Linked DNA regions of Columba livia: all the other regions are linked to region 1. Evidence: chromatin contacts called from public Hi-C data. All regions are on one chromosome and are shown on one strand. The core of a region is the stretch at or near the end of the contact, and the rest is flanking DNA. Distances in the headings are between cores, read along the strand shown. Region 1 has its middle 13 kb from the start of FZD8. Region 2 has its middle 5.3 kb from the start of CCNY. Region 3 holds the start of CREM (cAMP responsive element modulator).

Region 1 (5,063 bases), core at 2,109-4,608:
TACAACTAGAATGTCCCATTTTCATATCTTCTGAAATTAGAAAGAATAAGTTTCACGTTATGAACTGACAATTCAAAATGTGTGTTATACACGATACCCTCATTGTTTCTCAATGGTTGAAATACAAATGATCTGGCTTATGAAACAAATGACTTGCTTTGGCTTTCTCTCCAAATGTAGGGTGGAATAAAATTAAATCTAACTTTTTGGAAGAGCTAAAGTTACTTTTTGGTTTTTTTTTTTTTTGCAAAACTCTAGGGAAAGAATATTTTGCCTGTAACAATTTGAAAACCCACAGTTTCCCAGGTTGTGGAGCAGGGCGTCGGGAATAGTCAGACCAGGAAACCACGGAGACCCACAAGGAGCTTCGCTGCTGCCATCCTCCAGCTCATTAGTGTACAAGAATTGTGTGTGTTGTTTTTAGCAGCTAAAGAGTTATTTATGGCTCCTATGTTCTCAAGCCAAAGTGAGTGAGGGGTGCAACCAGGGCAAATGCATCAGAGCAATGCAAATCACTGACAAGGCATCATGAATGCAAGCTGAGCAGAATTTAAATACAATCCATGAATGAGAGGAAAGATTTGCATGACGGAAAGAATCATTAGAATCTGATTTAACAAGCAGTACATAAAATGGGCCTTTGCAGCTTAAAATGAAGCAAAGCACATTCATGTTATACATTCTTAATGAAAAAAAAAAAAAGGCAAAACCACAAAAACCTTATTTATTAGTAGAGCCTGGAATAGAAATGGTTTTCACAGAATACCTTTAGATCCTGATTCAGAAACTTGTGCTTGATTGCTTTCTTGAATAGAAGTGGATCATAAGCATGTAGGGTGGTAAGAACTATTTAAGTGCATGCCAGAGTCCTATTGATTTCAGTGAGATTTTTTAAGATGCTTAAAGTAAGCATATGCATAAACGTTTGCCTGAACAAGAGTGCTTTTCCTGAATTAGGGTCTAACTCATGAATTTACACATGCTTTCAAACATAATTCCTTCTGGGAAAACAGTATAGATGAGAATAATATATAAATATATGTATTTCTGCATGTTGTAAAAGAACGTAATAGAGAATTATTCTGGGTAGAATTATTCAGAGTAGAATTTTCTGTAAGGTCCAAAAGCCAGCAGTGAAAAAAAATCTGTGGAAGTTGAAAGTGAATAACGTTCATAGAGCAAATTTCAGAGACCCTCTGCTGGTTTGATCCCAACTAAATTACAGAAAATATGAATATAAAGCATTATTAATATATAGATAATGGCAGTCTCTTAGAAGAAAAAGCATATGCTGTTTTGCATTAAGTGATATTATATTCTGTCTTTGAGGAGACTAAGATAATTGCTTTTAAGAAACCCCTGACAATTTTCTTTTCCAGTCAGTTGTCACAAACACTGGGCATAACAAACTTTTATTTAATGTCTCCTAAAATGCAGTGTGTCTACCTCTAAATATCTCATCTTTTGAAGCAATGGCTGAGGTGGCAGATCCTGATGTGCTGTGTTTTCTGATAATAAGAGATCATACCTCTCTGTCAGCACCAGACAACCTTTTAGCTTCTATTGCAGCATTGTTCCAGCTGTGTATTTACATCTCCTACAACATTCCTGGAGAACTACCACGTTTCTTTTTATGCACTTTTCTCAAGAAATTCATCATCAACAATACACACAAGAACTAAAAGAACTCAGTCTATGGCCGTGTGGCCGTATTGCCTACACTTGTGAAGGTTATACTTTAGTGTCAATTTTTCTTTTGGCATTTTGGAAGATTTCAGTGTTGCAGTAGTGACTTGCAAAGTGTCTTTTTGAAATCCATGAAAGGTATGACCAGTGTCTGACCAATACTGACCAGTAATTCTACTGTGAAAATGTTTTAAATTATGTGATATTCGAGGTCAATAGCAATACTATTTCCTCGACTTTGCTTTCTCTGTCTTTTACTGAGAAAAAACATCACATTTGGTGAAAGGTAACATCCTTTACAGTACTACTTCTCCAGCTGTGATCATTGCTTAAATATTTCTCAATATTTTTAAACTTTCATTTTTTCTTTCTTCTTTTATCCTGTCCTTGCAAGTGCCATGGTTAAGTGAAGGCTGAGGTTCAGCTCAAGACCAAGACATCTAAATGGAGAAGGTATTTGAATATATGTTTTTTTGAAGGTAAGCTATTACATAAACTCCCGTCGCAGTCAACAGTGTTAGCAATGTAGCTAGTGGGTCCTGGAAGTTAAGACGGTTCCCTCTAAAGTGAAGTTGTGGGCCTTAATTCAGTGGCCCAGGCATAGGCTCCAGGTGGTCCTGGAGACTCCTATCCAGTTTCTACCTGTCTCTCCAAAAGAGCATGGGTCTCCAGTCATTTTCTGTCGTGTCTGAAAGCCCCAGGTGAATATCTCAGCTGTCCTCTGGTGACTCTGATAACATGGAACACCTTCTGTGGACAACTGATTGGAGCCCAGGTCTGGATTTGACCAGCTCTCCCTGGAGAGTATTGGGAGTTTGGACAACTACCTTGCAGCCATGCGACATAACATAGGTGACTTAATTTTGAGCTGAATTCTGGAAAAAGAGTCTAGTGATTCTTTTTATCATCAATCACATCTCTGTTGCAAGATTCCAGTATTTTCTTGGTGGTGGATTCTTTAATGGCTGTTTCCTCAAGTTTTATACTTTTTACTGGATTCTATCATGTCTTTGTGGAAGCTGGTACAATTTCTAGTTTTGATTGCTCAATAGAGAGGTTGTTTCTTAGCCATTGCTCGGGCCTCACTGACTCTCTTCACAGCACTCAGTACATTGTCTGCTAAGGATTTGGCAAGGGTTATTCTTGACGAGGCCTTTGATTGGTATAATCATAATTTATTCAGTATAATCATAATTTATTAGAAAGGTATTATTTTAGCATCACCTTTTTTTGCAATCCCCTCACCTGTAATGACATCTGTATACTGTCTTTTACCTTTTTGCAGTATATTAGCTTATCTATTCTTTATACTTTAAAAATTATTTTGCTGTTCCTTCATTTCCTGGCAAAATTTTAAGCAGACTATTGTTTACTTTGGTTTGCTTCCTCTCTTCATTTATCCAGAATTCAGGATGGCTTAAAGTGCATAAATATGTATCTTTAAACCATGCAAGTTCCATCGGCTCCTCTAGAGAGCAGCAAATACATTCAAATAAAATAATAATATGATTCAACCTAATGTTCCCTGAAACACTCAGAGGGTTTACTAACTGAGCTAGCTAAGTACTGACAAAGAGTAAAGAACTACGAGGAATGGAGGTCCTATACCAGAGTCTGGCATTTTCAGACATTGTGTGAGACCTGTCCTAGCCCTGATACTTGGCACAGATGCAGCCTCCTGCCTTGCTTGAGCCCAACCCACGCTCACCAACATCTGATGGCAAAGGGGAGACGGAAGGCAGCCCGTGGTCCAGGGACCAGGCTTGGGTGCCTGCCAGACCCGTGGGCTGTGGAGCTTCCCGTTCTTACACAACTGTCAGCCAAGAGGAAGCACTTTCTGAAAATCACCCCCAAGCTCTCCATTCCTCTTGGCCATGGGTGGGCGTTTGACAGATGGGGCTCTGTCTCCTGGTGTTCACTAGGCCTTAAGGGAACTTGGCACCTGACAGCAAGCCACAATTTTTTTTTTTTTTAAAGAAAATGTCAAAGTAATTAAAAGTCTTCCCAGCTGTAAACCTCTTCAGACTAACACCACCACGTGTTTGGACCTAAATAATATACAAGTCTTCAAAAGAAGGACAAAGTTCACTCTGTTTTTTAAGATCAGTCTCCAAAGCAAGATTGACAGCTGCCTGCCCAAGCACTCGCACAGACAACACAGACCTAACAGCAAAGCAAATTCCTTATAACAGGAAAAAATGTATAAAAGTGATTTCAAAAACAGGGTCATGTTTGCAGGCCTGTCTCTGGTAAGGTTTTCTTCCAGTAAAGCTTCTTGGTCTATGCTTGACTTTGTATTGATGGTCTACAGCAGTTTTTGCAAAGGGTTTTCTCTCACATACAAGCCTGGCCAATGAAGCCAATTAAGATCACCCCAGATCTGCAGAAGGCCTAGGGCTGCAAGCAGAGCAGCTTTTCCTGAAGTTTTCAGTCACCCACACTACATTCCATCACTGCTTCCACCCCTCCTGGTGGCATTTGCTTCAAATTATCAGAGACTGACGTACAAATGGGAACCACCTTCCCCAAAATAACTACCTGAGCTCTGGTAAACACAAAGGACTCTAAGAGGTGGCTCTGGATGGACAGAAAACATCGCCAGTGTAAGAGCTACTGCCAAACCTGCACGAAATCAAGGGGCTGAAATCGCTTCTGGAAAATGGATTTACCACAGTTTGGGGCATACAGGAGGTTAGGCCAGGATACAGACAGGCTGGCCTGTGACAAAGTTGGAGGGGGCTGGGGGATCCAGGAGGTGGATAGTGCCTATATGCATTTTCCATTGCTTGCCTCAAGGATGCCCATCTCATCCTGGCACGAGTGCCATGTAGAGTAATGGGGCAAAGACAGGCAAAGAGGGGAAGCACAGCAAGAGGAAATGCTTCCTATGCAGCTAAAGACCATGCTTATCACCACATTTTCCCAATTCCTGGATCATCTTTCATACCAGGATCCTGCCTCTTCAGTAACCATGTGGCTCTGGCTGGCTTCTGCTGGTAAGCTGGAAAGTGAAGATACACAATCAGATACAACCAGTACAGCAACACAGGTGGTCTGGTAAACAAGTTCTGCCTCATTTTTGGAAACACACTCTGACAAAGATCCTGAAAAGGGTGCAAGTGGTACTCCAGGGTGGGTGGGGGAGTCTGTACCTTGCTGCTTTTTGAGACGGATGCTGGCAGCTGGGGCAGGCCCACATGGGGTGCAGCTGGTATAGTGGAATACCACAGCCTTCTGCACCATGAGACATCTCCTGGCATCAAGGCAGGCAGAATAGAAAGAGACTGGCAAAACTGGAAGCAGCTGACACTTAACTAGCACTTTCTCTCTACAAAATAATTCCTGTAAACACTTAAATGCATGTTGCATGGTGGTGT
Region 2 (4,458 bases), core at 1,772-4,271, 160 kb after region 1:
CACCATCCCTGGAGGTGTTTAAAAGGCATTTAGATTAGGTTCTTAGGGACATGGTTTAATGCTAGAGTTAGGTTATGGTTGGACTCAATGATTCTGAGGGTCTCTTCCAACTGAAATGATTCTGTGATCTATTGTAGCAAATCCTTAGTCAAGTCTTGCAATTTATACTTATTCCACGATTTTCATAAGCTTTGAAACAAAACAAGCAATGACACAATAATGGGGATGGGTTAATTGCCATCTCTGCTTCTTTAAGTAGACAAGCAGAGCATAAAAATACATGTTTTCTTCATTAAAAATGAATTATTTAAACTTTGGTCTATATTTAAAACTAATATTCAAAAAGCAAACATTTAAAATGTTTTTACAATATAAAGTATTTATAACTTGTGATCATCAGTTGTGACTATATATAATCTCTATGTAGCTACCTATTTTCTTCCTTGAAGTCTTTTGTTCTGAATTTTTCATATACCTTTATTCCTCCTCTCTTCCCCCTAAGAGCTTGCTGAAGTACATTATAATGGCAAAGGTGCTGCAATACATATTTACAGATCAAGTCAAAGAAAAGGAACACTGCTCTAGGGTAATGGTCTCCTACTGGTATCTAAGAGCTGAGAAAAGTACATAGGTGAAATATATGTCAGCAAAGCATATTTAGTTTTCAATTATGATTACTTTATTTCAGCTATCGAGTCTATGATGCAAATGTAATTGTTTGGTAAATATTGGTACAGTAAAGCGAGAACAGTTCATTGTACCTTGCTGACATGCTTAGATGTCATGTATGTCTCAAGAAGATCTTTTGTGTCTTTCTTCGATGAGAGATCATTTTACTCTTGAGGTTTAAGATTATGTGTTTTACTGAGTTTTCTGTCTTGGGCACCTTCATGCATCAGATGAGGAACACCAGAAAGCTTCTTAAACTAAAGGCCAAGGCTTTCAAGACTGGTCAGCACTGAGGTACCTGTGCTTACAAAGGGATTATTCCTGCACAAAGATATTTTTAAAACTGTAGCATCACTATACAGAAGACAATGAGTTTTAATAGGTTAAATATTAATGATGTGACCCATTAAACCTTGTGCTTGAAATCCTTCTGGGACATTATTGAAAAATATAAGTGTTTCAGACCAGCAGATGTAGGTTATTGTTTTGCTTAAATAAGATTTTTATCTATTTTGAATAAATTAAAATGATAAATATTGTTTAATCCAAAAGTGCTTTCTGTTTGCAAACCAAAATATATGGGAAGCACAGTTAGAATAAAATCCTTAAGAGAAATGATTGGTGACAACCAGATCTGTTGATTCTGCTCATCTTTCAAATACAATCTGAGAAATTCGTGTCACACAATGCCTTCCCCACACTGCCATCTAATGTTCAATAAGAGTCCTACTAGCAATTTGGGCATTTTGGGCACTCTGAAATGCCATGTTGTCAAATTTATCAAAGCTAATCATTGTATGGAGTTTAAGCAAAAGCTTAAAATGAACATGGCTATGTAAAAAGTGATCTGGCTGGTCAATTGAATCATATCCTAAACTCTGTTGATTTTAATTGCTAAATTTATTTTGACTATAATATTAAATTCCAAATCAACTAAAACCGCAGTGATGAACACACCTGAGGAATGTTGTTATCCCTCTGATAATTCTATTTGTTTTTACTTAAGTTTATTGCTACAAGCCTGAATTCGGCAGCAGTAAGAAACTTTCTTCCTCAAGGCATGTTGGGAATGGCTCACTCTTGATTCTGAGCCAACCCAACGGCAAAGCCTTTCCCTGTGCTCCTCAAGAGATCACATTCAGGGATCATGTCTTAGATTCCCACCTCTATGGATGTGAATGGACAGATTCTGGGGCATATCTCCCCTTGCTGAAGGTGCTGACTCTTCTAGGACTAAGGCAGTCTTGTCTTTCTTGGAGGGAGAAATCCAGTGCTTGCCAAAAAACATCCTTTCAGCCTCATCAGAAGTTATTGGAGGCCCTTTCTGAGCCTGTGCCAACCATTGTGCTGCCACCAGAGATATCTGGAGGTTTCTGTGGGACTCAGCAGATCGCTGCAGCTCCCAGGAAAGACTTCAACACCTAATGAGAAGTAAGAGATGGGAGTTAGTGCCTGGTGTTACCCAGCTTAAAAATACTCAAATGGAGCCCGAGAAGTCAGTCCTTTGGCACTTGTTTCTCAGAAAGCAACTACCTTGTTTGAATCAGAGGGAAACATGTAAAGAGCAAATCAATATTTCTTCTGAAGATAAAGGCAAAAAATTTGGGCTACCTACTTCATGTATTTAACTTTAGTGCAGAAATTAGGATATCAATCTGGTGCTACCAGTGAAGAGATACTATTCTAGGCAATAAGTCAGAGCACAGAGTCAAGGTCCTGCTCTGCAGTGCATGGCAACTAGAGGATCCTATTGATTTTAAGTTACTATACAGGACAAAATAGGCAATTCAAGAATGAAGGTGATACACCAGAGAGCAGGTGTTAGAATACTTCCCTGAATATACATATCCCAGATTAGTTTATTTATTTATTGCTATATTATTTGCAAGCTTGAAATCACTGCAGAAAGAGGTGGTTTCCCCTCAACTAGGGAAAGACTGTTTCTTGTTTTAGGTGAAACACTTCAAGAACAACTATACTGGAAGGTTTTCATACATACAAGCATTCATAATTTTTTTAAGTTTTATTTCTTTGGGGATGGAGCAAGATAAGACCTGCACTTGGAAGCAGCCAGCACCCCAGGCATTATGCATAGGAGGGGAGATCACCCATACAGCACAGATCTGCAATGAGAACTGGAGGGGAGGAGTCACTTTAGCAGATTGTTCCATGGATGCTCTTGCTTGGTGGAGGAAGGCACAAGCTATTGGATTTAACTAGCTGGGTGGAATTTGGTTGGATTAGCTTTGGCACAGTTTCACATACTCTTAATTCATCAGTGAACACAGTAAAGATACTGGAAAGCTACTGGAGAAAAACAACCTTGCCCCTGATGCTGCTGTTGTAGGCAGAGCACAATCCCATAGCCTCTCTCTGTGTTTTTCTCTCTTCATTGTCTCCCTGGTTAGTTTGTTTTGTGCCAGCATGTGTCTCCCCATGTCAGGATCAGCTGCTTTTTCTGGGTCTGAGATCTTGGCATGTAAAGAGCAATAATTACCCAGTAGCATGGCTTGGTGACTATGAGCAAGAGTGGGAGAGCCCCCTCCTGAACAAGAAAACCCCTTGTAGAGAAAAGCCTGAAAAAACTAAACAAAATAATGTGTAAAAACAAGCAGTGCTGCCACAAAGCACTTTGCCAGCTGGAGTCTACATGGGGTATGAATAAGAGCCTATTGTGTTCCAGTCGTTTCTGCTTGTGAAAGATCCCATTCTGTAGAGATATCTTAATCTGTTCTAATTTCATACAAGTCTATGCAAGTATGACTTCTTTAGTTTCAATGAAGCTACTCCTAATTTACCCTAAGAATGAGATGTGAACCAGGCGCAGCAATTTGGGATGGCATGTTCAGACAGAACTGTTTTCTCTCAAATTCATCTTCAGACACCAAAAAAGAAAAACCAACTCTCTACCCAACACTCAATACCCGGCAATTTTGAGTATCAGTCATGGCAGCCCACAGTTAGAAATGTTGATGTGTAGTATGAGCTTAAAAGTCCCGCATTCTAAACTAATACAGATTAATATGCAAAGGATTGAAGTATTCAGAAACATAGCTCACCACAAAAGCATGTGTCTGTACATACATGTGCTCAGGCTGAGTCCCCTATATGAAAAAAAAAGCATCAGGGAAGTTTATTACTTTAGGCTACATCTCCCTAGAAGACCAGCTTTTTAATTACAATGAGAGGGCTTTGTTTGAAGAATAGATTTGAAGAAAATTTCAAGGTTTCAGAGACAGAGCATCAAGCTGAATTTGGAAAACTGTACAAACTTATCTCAAGCACCGTTCCTAGGAAACACATTTTCAGACTGAGTAAAGTTCTGCTGAGTATTAACATCTATATTGAGTGAAAATAGACTTTGCTCACTTAATTTTCCAATTGAGGCAAAATGAAAAGGTGAGATAATTCTCACTATTAAAGTAAATTCTTGAATTATCCAAGTTTTCAATAGAGAAGTGTCCAGACATGAGCTTGTTGATTTTTAGCCAGGTACTGCAATTGTAAATACCTATAGGAACTCATTTATAATTGCAGAGAGACCAAAAGTCACCCCTCTCAAGACAAAACCCTGAGTTTCTGTGTATATGCCTAGAAAATACAGAAAATGGAAATATGGATCTTGGAGGTAAAGAACCAAAAATTAATTAATGCCCTTAACAAATTAAGAGCAGATACATCCTATTGAGTGTGTATGCCATAAAGATTTTGTTTTTCTTCCTCAGGTCCTACATGGCTTTAGGCAGTACCCTTTCCTTTGAGAAATAATGCAAGATTGAAACCTATGCA
Region 3 (5,036 bases), core at 172-2,671, 210 kb after region 1:
TATTGATGACTTCACATCGAATGTGGAAACTCTCAGAACCAACTACTTTCAGAAGAGCATTTGTAGTTTGAAGTATGAAGTCTATAATCTGTTTTACTACACTGCTTTGTGAAGCACACCGACTACCAAGGCAGTCACGGCATTCAGCCATGTAAAATGAGCAACAGATTCTGAAAGTGTAATCTTTCTGTTATGTTTTCAGTATCAGCAGAACACTTTCTTGTGCCTCCTAAATTCAAACGTGTTTCCTTTTTCTTCCCCATCGTTTTGTTCCTATAGTATCCTAATAAAACCCTAAAAAATACTTAAAAACTCAACCTGCTATTAGTGTAAGTAAAAACATGCTACCCATTGCTTTCCATCTGCCACCTCAATAATCTGGACCAGACAGTGCTGAGTCTGCTGTGAAGAGGACACATGGTCCACGTTTAGAAGAGTCGTCCAACCAGTCCCTGAATAAGGAAGAGGGTCATTTAAGCGTCAGTACCTGTGGAATCGTTTAGTTGCTACAATACATGCTGCTGTTTCATTTACCACCAAGATGCTGACACAGCAATGGAGGATGCCGCAAATCCTCCAACTTCAAGCAAGATGTAGGACTCACGAAGCCCACTGTGATCCTCTCCCAGCTGTTCTCCTGTCCCAGCTTGGAACACCCCGTGGGCAAGGATGTAACCAGCCCCACCGGACCGCGGGGAACGAGCAGCAGCGCTCTCCCCGCCGCCAGAGCACCGGGCAGCGGCAGGGACCGAGCCTCGGAGGCGCCGGGGACCTGCCGTCCCGGGGCCCTGGCTGCAGCAGGCAGGCAGCTACCCCGTCCCTCCCGAGCCTCGCTCCGGACGAAGGTCCCGAGCCGCACCCCGGTGCGGGCATCTCGGCTCCCGGGCTGTAACGGAGCAGGGCGCTCCGCATGCCCCCCTTCTCGGGGTCGCCCAGCAGCGCCGAGCCGGGCAAACGAAGCCGCCGGGCCCTGCGCGGCCCTGAGTGTAGCGCGCTCGCGGCCCCAGCGGGGACGCGCACCCGCCCGCTCTTGCGCGCTCCCGGCAGCAGGGGCTGAGCCGGGCGGCACAGCGCCCCCCTGCCCTGCCCTGAGCTCCCCTGCCCGCCCCTCCGCGCTGCCGGCCCCAGCCGCTGCCCTTGGCGCTCCCCCGCTCCCGGCCCGCAGGGGGTCGGGCTGCGCGCACACGTGTCCCCGCCCCCTCCCGCACTCACCCGCCGCCCTGTACGTGCTGCCCCCGTCACAGGGGGTGGGGGGGATTGGGCCGGGCGGAGCCGCACGTCGGCCCAACGTCAGCGCTGATGCAGCCTCGCCGCCGCGGGGGCGCTGAGGAAATGGCGTCTGCGGCGACTCCCAGCCCCAGCGGCCGCGGAAGGAGGAGGAGCCGGGCCTTAGGCGGGGCCGCCGATTGGCTACGGGGCGCGCAACGGCTGGCAGGCCGGCCAACCGACGCCGCGGGGCTGCCGGCAGCGCCTCTCATTGGCTGAGAGGCGGGACGAGTCCGCTGCTGGGGGGAGGGGTGGGTCTCACTTCTGTTGTGGGGGGTGCCCGGCGGTTCCCCAGCCGTGCGTGTGGCGCCGTGGAACGGCTGGGGGCTGTGGCTCGGACCGGGGAGCTCTCAGCGGCGGCCGGGGTGGTGATCCCGCTCCCCGAGGAGTGCCATAACAGGGGCGCGGTGCCACCGATGTCCGTGCTGGCCTCCCCGCGGGGGCCAGCCGAGGCCGGCGCTTGCTCCGGGGAGCGGGGTGCCCGCCACCCTGGGCGGTGCCGGAGTAGCGGGGAGAAGGGAAGGTGCCGAGGCAGAACAAGGCCGCCCCGCCGAGCCGGTGCCCACGGCTTCTGCTTACTGCAACACATCCCTTGCATCAGTTATTCTCAATACTGCTTGTTTTCTGTTTGAAATATGACGTCGTGTTTTGTATTTATTCATCTAAATAAACGGGAAAATGCCAAGAGAGAACAAACAGGAGCTACGTGCGTGTTTCCCCTCCTTGGTGCCACAGGATACGTCCAAATGTCATGAGTCATGTTTGGTTTGTGCTGAATGTTTGAACAGTTCTTGTTCCAGGAAGTCTAAAGCCCATGTTTTCAGTTTTAATAATATTTAAACTATATAAATGCTTGAGCTCCATAGTCTGTTACTCGTGGTGTTTTAACATGTCTTATTGCTGTTCAGTATTTTATTATACAAAGTAGTGGGGATTATAACACTATAGTCTATACATCACTCCATATATATTCTGACATTACATAGTGTATTTGTCCATTTTCATGTACTTTTTTTTTTCTCTGAGAAACTACTCAGTAGTGTGCCAAATAAGAATTAATAACCTATATTAATTTCACATGACTCATTGTGACAGAAGAATGGGAGGATGTGGTAACATGTCTGTAGAGGTCAAATATTCAGTCTTATTCATGGCATGAAGAGAACCTAGATATTTATTTCCTGTGTTTAAAAAAAAAAAAAAAAGCCAAATGACTCCTATCTTTTATTTTTGTAAAAGATGAATAATATTTATCTGCAAAGGGTTTTGCTTTCAAGTGTTTAATTTTGTTATTCTGCCTTACAGAAGTTAACACAGCTATCAAAATCAATTTAGTGCAAAGAATACAAAATTTGCAATGTCCCTATTGCTTATGCAAATTTTCAGTTTTCATTCTACATTTACTTCGTTGAAATACTGAGCAATACCCCTTTCCTGTTTTGAGTTCTGTTTTGAGTTCTGTCTCCCTCCTTTTGTTCATTGTATATATTCCGTGTGTCTTTTCAGGTTTTTAAATACGAGTTTCTCTTCCTGCAATTAATAACCTGGTTTGACAGCTGACCCATTAGGTACAAAATAGTTACACCCATTCAACAAAAGCTGTGCTTTACTAGAAAACTGCTGGTCAATTAGAAAATATTTGATGGAATAGTAAGATAATCAAATGAGCAGGCAAGTGTAAAACTACTGAGAATTAACTGCTAAAGTCTTTGGAAGAAATTATGTCTTTGCTTAGTATACTCAAAAAGTCAAAAGTAGCTTTAGTGATGCTGGTAGCTTCTCAAAAATGCATGTGAAGGTAGAAGTCTGATTACAAACAGGAAGAAATTTTGAATGAATGTGTTAAATAATGGAAACCACTGGAGTGAGTTATTCATAAACAAGCTGAGAATTTCCATGGAAGTCTTGCAGTGTGGATTTGGAAAAACAGTTATTTTAATTAGTTTTCAAGTAAGTCATAAACAGCTTTGAAATGTTTGACTATAAATTTATTACTATTTATACCTCTTCCCTCTGATAACTTAAGAGTATGCGAGGACTGAGTGAACTGCCAAAGAGATTTAGTCCTCAGTGATATAAAGATGAGTAACCAGCACCAGCTCTTGATACAGTTTGCTGAAGCTGGTGGGCTGGAAGAGGATGGCAACGACGAGGAGGTGTCGCATTCTTACCATGCCAGAGCTGGGGTGCTCTGTTTGTTAGCTGGGGCCAAAACAACCTTTGCTATAAGAGTCCATCACTCTAACTGAAATGGTTCTAACTTAATTGGTATAAATTCCTAATATGAATCCATTTAACTTCAAATGCTAGGACCAAAAGCAACCCATAAGAAGACCTAACAGGTCATGATTATTTATGATTGTCATAATATACATAAGATGGTTCTGAACATAAATTTGAAATCCAGGTACTTTGCTGCCATCAGAAGGACTACCTGGGTCATCTTTTCTCTCTGTCCTGAAGTGTCCAACCTGATGCTATGTCCTGCAAGATTCAAGGAACTACAGATGATTCAGTAGCAGTTACTTCTTCATTGTTTAGGTTTTTGTTTTCTTTTCATTTTTGTTTGGTTTTGTTTGTTTTGTTTTTCTTTGGTGGACAAAGTCAGAAGCTCTGTAAAGAGAAGTTTAAGGTGTAGTTTAAAGAGCGGTGTGGATTTACAGAGCCCCCAGCTGCCTCTGGCATGTCATTCCCAGCCCCTCACTTATCCTGATACAACTGCCGGGGCAGCCCCGAACCTTTTCTGGGAAAGTAATTCGGCTTAGAAACAATATATCAAGAAAGTTTCTTTCAGCCTGGATCAGTTCATAAGTCTGGGCCACTGGACCAGGACACAGCGAGAAGTACAACATGTCAATGGGGATGGAGGAGCAACTCCAGTTGGCACTGACACCGAAGAAATGCGATGCTCTTCGCAGAGAACATAACTGCTTCACCAATGCCTATTACTTCAATGCGAATGCCAGCTATGTAATCTTCAGACAACTGTTTACATACTGGGTCTTCACAGCTATCTTTTAAGTGGATTTTTTTTAAGCAATATGGCTTGGTGCATTTCACTTATAATCTTGGGAAACACCTGTGTAGTTCTTTTGTAAAAAAAGTTCGTGGATTGTCATGGCATGATACAAGACAGAAAAAGGGGTATGTGACTTATATTGTTAGTAAATTTATTTTTAATTAGAATTCAGACGTTTTAAAACAATAGAGGTTAGACTGATAGAAAAACAGACTGACATTCTATTTGAAATACTGATATTTAATCATTTTGCTTTGATTATGCATTATGGAAATGACCCCAATGTTACCATCTTCACTGTTATGTAAATGTTTGTTCTGTTGTCCTTTTTTCCATCCTAGAGCCATTTGCTGTGTTACCTGTATATCTTTTCAGCCCATTCCACACCCACACATCCTAAACATTATTAAATATAACTTCTAGGTTAAAGTAAAACCTTTGTTCAAATTACGTCTGAATTGCACTAAATGTTATTTATACAAAGACAATGATGTTATAGGTAGTTTATTATGCCAGAAATAATTCTCACTGAATGCTTAGCTAAAAGACATCCAGTAAATCTATTGTCACATAACATGTAATGAAGGTCACTGTTAGGCTTTTCTAACAGTGTTCTGGTTTTCTTCACTGACACAATCCAATATTTGATGTCTACGTCTTTGTCTTAAAGATTGCATGTTGATAGTTATTGTCATGGGTCATAATGAATTACAATAAAATAATTGCACCACAGATCTCTTTGCAGACCACT

Evidence for each region. Hi-C and Micro-C count contacts between places; a contact is called where the count stands out from the background.
Region 2: a contact with region 1 is called in a Hi-C map of liver, with 2.6 times the contacts expected there. The contact joins two enhancer-like sites. A contact is called at or near these places in 2 of 2 Hi-C or Micro-C datasets (crop and liver).
Region 3: a Hi-C map of liver shows a contact between it and region 1, with 2.1 times the contacts expected there. The contact joins the promoter of CREM here to the enhancer-like site in region 1. A contact is called at or near these places in 2 of 2 Hi-C or Micro-C datasets (crop and liver).

Annotation. Positions count from the first base shown.
Region 1 is chr2:14,764,558-14,769,620 of bColLiv1.pat.W.v2, forward strand. No RefSeq gene overlaps it. Among named protein-coding and RNA genes, the nearest start is that of FZD8, 13 kb to the left of the region's middle. Within about 2 kb of position 3,359, at least 1 of the 3 cell types and tissues checked has an H3K27ac peak away from gene starts, as active enhancers do.
Region 2 is chr2:14,921,795-14,926,252 of bColLiv1.pat.W.v2, forward strand. No RefSeq gene overlaps it. Among named protein-coding and RNA genes, the nearest start is that of CCNY, 5.3 kb to the left of the region's middle. Within about 2 kb of position 3,022, at least 1 of the 3 cell types and tissues checked has an H3K27ac peak away from gene starts, as active enhancers do.
Region 3 is chr2:14,980,255-14,985,290 of bColLiv1.pat.W.v2, forward strand. It overlaps CREM (cAMP responsive element modulator), which reads right to left and starts at 1,422. Exons shown (of 7, transcript XM_065055117.1): 1 at 1,213-1,422.